Regions from separate parts of the Sus scrofa genome. Here region 1 is linked to region 2. The links are chromatin contacts, called in public HiChIP or PLAC-seq maps. All regions are on one chromosome and are shown on one strand. The core of a region is the stretch at or near the end of the contact, and the rest is flanking DNA. Distances in the headings are between cores, read along the strand shown. Region 1 holds the start of WASHC1 (WAS protein family homolog 1). Region 2 holds the start of FKBP4 (FK506 binding protein 4, 59kDa).

Region 1 (3,315 bases), core at 605-3,104, 91 kb after region 2:
TTTGCTCCCTCTGTTGGCGTCCCCCACCCTTCCTTCTACACAGCTTCTCTCCTACTCTCCCCAGGCCAGCACTTTTCCTGATCTGAGATGGTTTTCCTCCAGCAGTTAGCTCCTCAGCTCCCCAGACCTGAACCTGCTAGAAGCCTCATCAGGGCCCAGGCAGGGGTAACTCCTTATCAATGACCAAAGTGGAGCCAGCTGATCCCAAACCGTCTGAGGACCCTAACCCTCTGGGAACCCTCTGGGAACTCACACTCCTTTAAAAAATCCCCACCCCACCCCCTTGCATTTACACTGATTCACATCTTACAGATGGGGAAACTGAGGTACAGAGCTTAACATAGTTTCCCCATCTGTAAGACAGAGTAAAAGGCAGAAGGTACTTTCTCTGCACATCTTGACACACATTCCTCATGGTTAGTCACCACACCCCGTGTGTACACACACACACACACACACACAAACACACTCATGGTGGTAGCACAAATCTCCTACCCAAAGAAGCAGCAGGTCTGCTAAGAAACCGAGTACAAGTAATTAGTGGTTCATTCATTCTGTCTGCTAACAAGTGCTGATCAGCTATTAGGTGCCAGCCAAGATCACAACAAAGATGAACAAAGATGATTAGGATGCCATACTAGCTGTGAAGACAGCCTGGAAAACAATTAAACAGCAGGTGATAAGTGCTCTAATCCAACACTAGGGAACACTGAGGAATAAATCTCTCCTGAGGTCAGAGGAGTCAGGAAAAGCTCTCAGCAGAAGCTGTACCCTCCCGACCAGGCCCAGGGAGAGCACCCCAGGTGGAAAGGACCGTTGAACAAAGATGCGCAGGGGAAGGGCAAGTGGTTTGGGCAGTGAGGATGAAACCATCCTTCGGCAAGTAGCAGGAAAAGAAAGAGAGGCCAGACTGTGAAAAACACTGAGTACCACAGCAAGGAGTCTGGACTTGAGCCTGCAGACCAAGAATGAAATCCTTAGATACCGTCATCCGATACAGCAGCCACTAGCTCCATGGGCTAGTCAGCACTTGAAATGGGCTAGTCAGAACCAAGATGTAGTTTAAGTGTAAAATATACACTGAATTTCAGGCTTAGTAGCAAAAAAAAAAAGAAAAAAAATCTCATTAAAATTTAAATATTGATTACCTGCTGAAATGACATTTTAAATATAGTGGGCTAAATACAATGTATTACTTAATTTCACCATTTCCTTTTAAAGTCACATATGCGACTCATACCTTAGGGAATCTGGTGGCTCCCTAAAAACTAAGACCTGTGGCTTCTCCCAGGGAAGTGAACATACAGTATACCCCTGTCTCACAATGCTGTTTATAACTGTGGAAGTGCTCAGGACCCCTCCCTGACACCTGGCTTGGCTGCAGGCAATCGGAACCCAAGCAGGTGTGGAGTCAACCAGGGGCCGGAGCGCTGGCCGCAAAGAGAGGGTCTAAGCATCCAGTGCAGAGACCCGGGGTGGAGGTAGGCAGGCCCGAAGGACCGGGCCAGGACCCAGGAAGTGTATGCTGGAGCCGGATCCTCCCTGAGAACCGACAGGGGCTCCCCGGGAAGCGCGGGCGGGCGGAGGATTGGCGCCCAGGGCCCGGGTGCGGAGGGCACGGGCCCGCCTACGGAGGCCCAGGCCGGCCCCTCCGGGCGGGCAACCAGCCAGCGGCCGAGGCGGAAGTCACCGGGCCCGGGCTCGCCGTTCAGCTCGCGGCTCGACCTGAGCCTCCCAAAGCCGCTCCTGCTCCTGCCTCCTCGGGTCCCCTCCGCGTCCCGTCCCCGCCCCCGCCCCGCGCGCCCCGGCCAGGCCCGTGCCCTCACCTGCGCACCGCCCGCCGGGCCCCGGCGCCTCCCGCTCCGCCTCCCCGACGCTCCCGGCCCAGAGTTCTGGCCCCGCCTAGAGACGCCAGTTCCGCCCGCTTCGCGCCGCCGCTCTTGGCCTGGAGCCGCCAGCCGGCGCCTGGCTCCCTAAGGCCAGACACTCCGCCGGCCCAGCAGCTCCGCCTGACTGCCCGCCGGGTGCGACCCCCGCGCGGCCCCGCCCCTGCGCAGCCCCGCGCGGCCCCGCCCCGCGCGGCCCCGCCCCCGCTCTGCCCCCGCCCCCTTTCCTGGGCGACCCGCTTGACTGACTCGTTCAGCCCAGATTTTCAGGTCTTGGCCTCCGCGGGCGGAGCTCCCGCCCAGAGCCCGCCCAGTTCCCGCCCTCGTGTATAAAGTACAAGCAGGCCGCAGGAAGACAAATGGGGTACACTTATGTGTGTACTTATGCGAGGTGCCCTGAACCATCAGATCCGAACAGAACCAGAACGATGGAGAGAGTTATTGTTTAACGGATAGAGTTGGTGACAGTATCTCCTTGACCACACTTTAATCAGGCTCTTCCGAGTCCTCTTCTCTACTAGACCTGCTCTTGAGTCGCCCAGTTTTGTGAGACTCCTGTTACTCACTTTAGCCAGAGTCACCCCCCTCAACGCCTCTCTAGCAGACCAACCTGGTGTCTGACCAAATTCCCTATGCCCCCACCGCTGTCCCTAGGTGATGTCCCATTCCTGACCTGCCCGCTTGCAGCAAGAATCCTAGCTAAGAATTACCCTACCCTCTTAATAATCCCCCCCACCTCCTTGGCTAGAAGTTGCCACTTGTCCATGCTGTATTTGGACTTGACCCCGGTTCTATACTTACCTTTTTCCCCCCTGTTGCAAAGTCCTGAGTAAAATCTGCTTTATTACTGTGCGACTCTGGTTTTCTTTAACATGTCAGTTTGGGATGATGAAAAAATTCTGGAGATTGGTAGTGGTGATGATTGCACCACGATGTATGTAATGCCACTTAAAAATGGTTAAAGAAGTTCCTGTTGTGGCACAGTGGAAAGAATCCGACTAGCAATCATGAGTTTGCAAGTTCGATCCCTGGCCTCGCTCAGTGGGTTAAGGATCTGGTGTTGCCATGAGCTGTGGTGTAGGGCACAGACTGGGCTTGGACCCTGAGTTGCTGTGGCTGTGGCTCCAATTCAACCCCTAGCCTGGGAACTTCCACATGCGGCAGGTGCGGCCCTAAAAAAAAAAAAAAAAAAAAAAAAAAAAAAAAAAAAAGTTTAAAAAGGCAAATTTTATGTTAAAATTTTGTTTCTACAAGAAAAAATAGCTAGACTTTTAAAAAAAGAGACATTTAAAAGTTAAATATATACATTGAGAACTATGTCTAGATACTCATGTCGCAACAGAAGAAAGGGTGGGGGAAAAAACTGTAACTGCAATGTATACATCTAAGGATGACCTGACCCCCTTGCTGTACAGTGGGAAAATAATAA
Region 2 (3,197 bases), core at 399-2,898:
CTTGCATTGCTCTGGCTGTAGTGTAGGCCAGCAGCTGTAGCTCCTATTAGACCCTAGCCCAGGAACTTCCATATGCCACAGGTGCGGCCCTAAAAAAAAAAAAAACAAAAAAAAAAAAAAAAGATGCCAAAAGGCAAAAATACCATACATGACATGGGGTTCTTCACCAGGCCCTAAACTTTGACTTAGGACTTGAGCATTCCCGACTGGTAGGCTACTACAGTTCTTGGTTTCAGAACCAGGGTATGTCCCAGCAACTTACAAGACTCTCTGTTTCGCTTTATTTATAAAGTGTGACTCTGTGGGCTACCTGGTAGGTGGATGGTTACCCTCTAAGGGAAAGTTTCCACGATGGAATGGACGTGGGACTTGAGAATAGAAACCTAGAGGGGAAGGACTGAAGAATAAAAGGGGAAATGAGCCTCCCTGGAAGCCACGTGCCCACTGGGAAAGCAGCCAGGTGCATTTCTGGCCCAGCTAAGAGCTCCCAAAGTCTGCAGCTAGCCTAGGTCACTCATACACGTGGAGCTGAGCAGCAGGAAGCCAGGAGGAGGAGAGACACTGAGTGAGTACAGGGCATGAATCTGGGCTAGGATTTCGCCATTCTGGACAGCGCAGAACCTGCTCTGAACCATGGCCGGTTGTCCTGACCTGGGTCAAGACGCCCTGCTGCCTGGGTCCCAGACCCCTCCCCTGGCTCCTTGGTAGCCGGTTCCCAAGCTAGGCACCTCCTCCCAGCTCTGCACCCCGCGCTCAGGAGGCCGGGGCGGGGGAGAAGCGGAGCGCGGAGGGGGGGGAAACTACAGGTCCCGGCATGCACCGGGGTTGGGGGGGGACAGCATGGCCGAGCGGGTGACCTAGCCGGGTCCCAGCCTTTAGGAAGCGGGTGACGGGAGGGTGGAGAGCACCAGGCCCGCGCGCTAAGTCGCACAAAGGCCCGCGGGCCAGGAAATAACTCCTGGGACCCACTTCGCGTCCCGGCTAATGTTCAACTGCCGGAGTTGGCGGGCTCCGCAACACCGAGACGCTGGCGTTCCGGGGGCTCCCCGGCTGTAACCGCAAGGGAGGAGCTGGGCGCGGGGTCGCGGGGTCGCAGAAAGGGGCGGTGCACGCTGCCGGGCCCCCTGCAGCTCGCGCGCCCGCCCTCCCGTTGCGCCCCTCCCAGCGCACGCCGCAGCGGGAGCAAGCGCTGCGCTTCTCGCCTTTCCCCGGGCCTGGGGACCTGGAGACTGGAGGACTGGGGAGGCTCAGCCCAGACCTATCTTCCGAGCGTGTGGCCACACTCCCGCTCCGAACCGGCGGCCCAGCCGGGAAGGCGATGCGCCGGGCCGTGGCTGCATGACCTACTCAACGGCCGGCGGGGAAGCTGCAGAAGCGGCCGTCCGCGCCCCGAACCCCGGGTGGACGCTGGAGTGCTGCGGCGATGGACCCCCCCGGCGTCCCTCGCAGCCCCGGGGCGTCCCCCGCCCTTTACCTTAAGCACGCCTTCATCCTGCTTGGGGCTGATGTCCACCCCCTCGAGGGGCAGCGGCGCCGACTGCGCCCCATTCTCGGCGGTCTTAGTCTCTTCGGCGGTCATCGCGCCGTTTCTCGGGGAGCGGGCGCCGGACAGTGTGCGCTGTGCGGGCGGCCGAGGCTCGCGCACCTCTTCGGCGCGGGCGCAGGCAGGCGGGCGAAGGAGGTGGGTCGTGGGCGGCCGGGGGAGCGATTGGTCCCACCGCCGCGGAGGGAGGGGCTGGGAGGAGCCGGGCGGCCGCTGGGGACGTGGGGGGAGAACTTTCTAGAGACGGCGGCGGCCGAGCCGGTTCGGGCTCTGGCGATCTAGGTGCTCCTGCGAAAGGTTGTCTCTGCTTCGTTCTTCTCGCCAGGCGCCTGCCCTCCGGGTCCTGGGACCCTCAGACTCCGGGGACAACCCCCCCGCCCCGCGCCCCGGCTGCGCTTCCTCTCAACCTCCCCCGCCCGTCCCGCGGTCTAACCGGATTCTTCCAGATCCTTCTCGATCCCCCGCAGCATCCGACGCCGCGCAGCCGGACGTGGGCGCCGCGCGTGCGTCTCCCCGGCCGGAGACGCGGGCGGCCGGCGGGCCTCCCCGCTTCGCTCGCAGCGCGTACTTAACGCAAAGCGGGTGGAGAGCTTTGCTGCGACGCGCAGGGCCTGGGGGAGGCAGCCCGGGTTTCCCCGGAGCGGGGGAGGCTTGCCGCCTGGGGCTCTGTGAAAGGCCCTGAGCTGCCCGTTTGCAAGAAAGGAGCCTCTGAGCTAAGGGCTCAAATGGGACCGTATTAAAGGGACTTTTACCGACAACAATAAAACTGTTATTTCGGTTAATACTGAAAAACGGTTTCAACTTACGGAAAAAGACATTCTATTTTACTGAAGGCCCATGGGAAGAGATATTTTCTTAATAAAGGGTTCCCAAGTGTTTATGGACTTCTTGTGGCGAGCAGAACATCGGGGACGGTAGGCCAACGCACCGCAGCGTCTAGTTACCTAAACAATAGCCTTTGGACGAAAAGATCCTGTAGGGAGGGCCTTGATTTTTGCTTAGCACTTGACCCAGTTGAGCCTAGTGCTGGTCCGTGGTGTCACGCACATGGCTACATGAATTTGTGTTCCAATAACAGCAATGATAATAATAAAACCTTTTTCTTGGAGCCCTCGACCTGTGTTGGCCTGTGCTGTGCTACCCAAACTATCATGTTTAGGTAGGTAATTAAAAGGGCAATTGGAGATGAAATTTCAAGGCCGTAACCTACTAGGTAATTCGTTGTAATCCTCTCTGTTGGAATTTGACTGGAAGGGAATTCCGAAGAAGTAAAACCATCTTCTCCAGCAATGTGCGGCAAATGTATTTAGCTAGGACCAGGACATTTCTCATTGGGTGACTGGGCACACCGTCTGAGGACGTAGGGTGGTGGGGGTGGCTCCTCTAGAGGTTAAATCTGTTTTCTCCTTTGTCCTTAGCGGGAGAAGTTAATGCCAAGGCCCTGCAAAACTCTTGAGAGACAGGAATGGGGGTTAAGGTGCTGGCTTGTCGCCTTGGCAGGTATGTTGCTGTTGGCTTATGCACCTGTGTGGAGCTTGTTCTCAGCGTGTGCTCGTTTTTGGGGTGCTAGGGCCATGGGGCAGTGGCAGAACAAGTTGGGATAGAAAAAGTTCCCTTTAGAATAATGCTCTTCACCTATTTATTGGAAGCAAAA

Evidence for each region. HiChIP or PLAC-seq counts read pairs in DNA pulled down with a chosen protein or histone mark.
Region 1: a contact with region 2 is called in an H3K27ac HiChIP or PLAC-seq map of alveolar macrophages. The contact joins the promoter of WASHC1 here to the promoter of FKBP4 in region 2. A contact is called at or near these places in 12 of 47 Hi-C or Micro-C datasets (alveolar macrophages, embryonic fibroblasts, epiblast stem cells and 7 more) and 2 of 2 datasets of contacts at active chromatin or transcription factors (alveolar macrophages and skeletal muscle).

What each region holds. Positions count from the first base shown.
Region 1 is chr5:67,410,554-67,413,868 of Sscrofa11.1, forward strand. WASHC1 (WAS protein family homolog 1) reads right to left here and starts at 1,855. Exons shown (of 12, transcript NM_001244483.1): 1 at 1,827-1,855. LOC110260591 (formin-like protein 3) reads left to right here and starts at 827. Exons shown (of 3, transcript XM_021091247.1): 1 at 827-879; 2 at 1,385-2,024; 3 at 2,541-2,558. The coding sequence starts at 827. The coding sequence ends at 2,558.
Region 2 is chr5:67,319,980-67,323,176 of Sscrofa11.1, forward strand. FKBP4 (FK506 binding protein 4, 59kDa) reads right to left here and starts at 1,649. Exons shown (of 11, transcript NM_001195337.2): 1 at 1,475-1,649. The coding sequence starts at 1,579.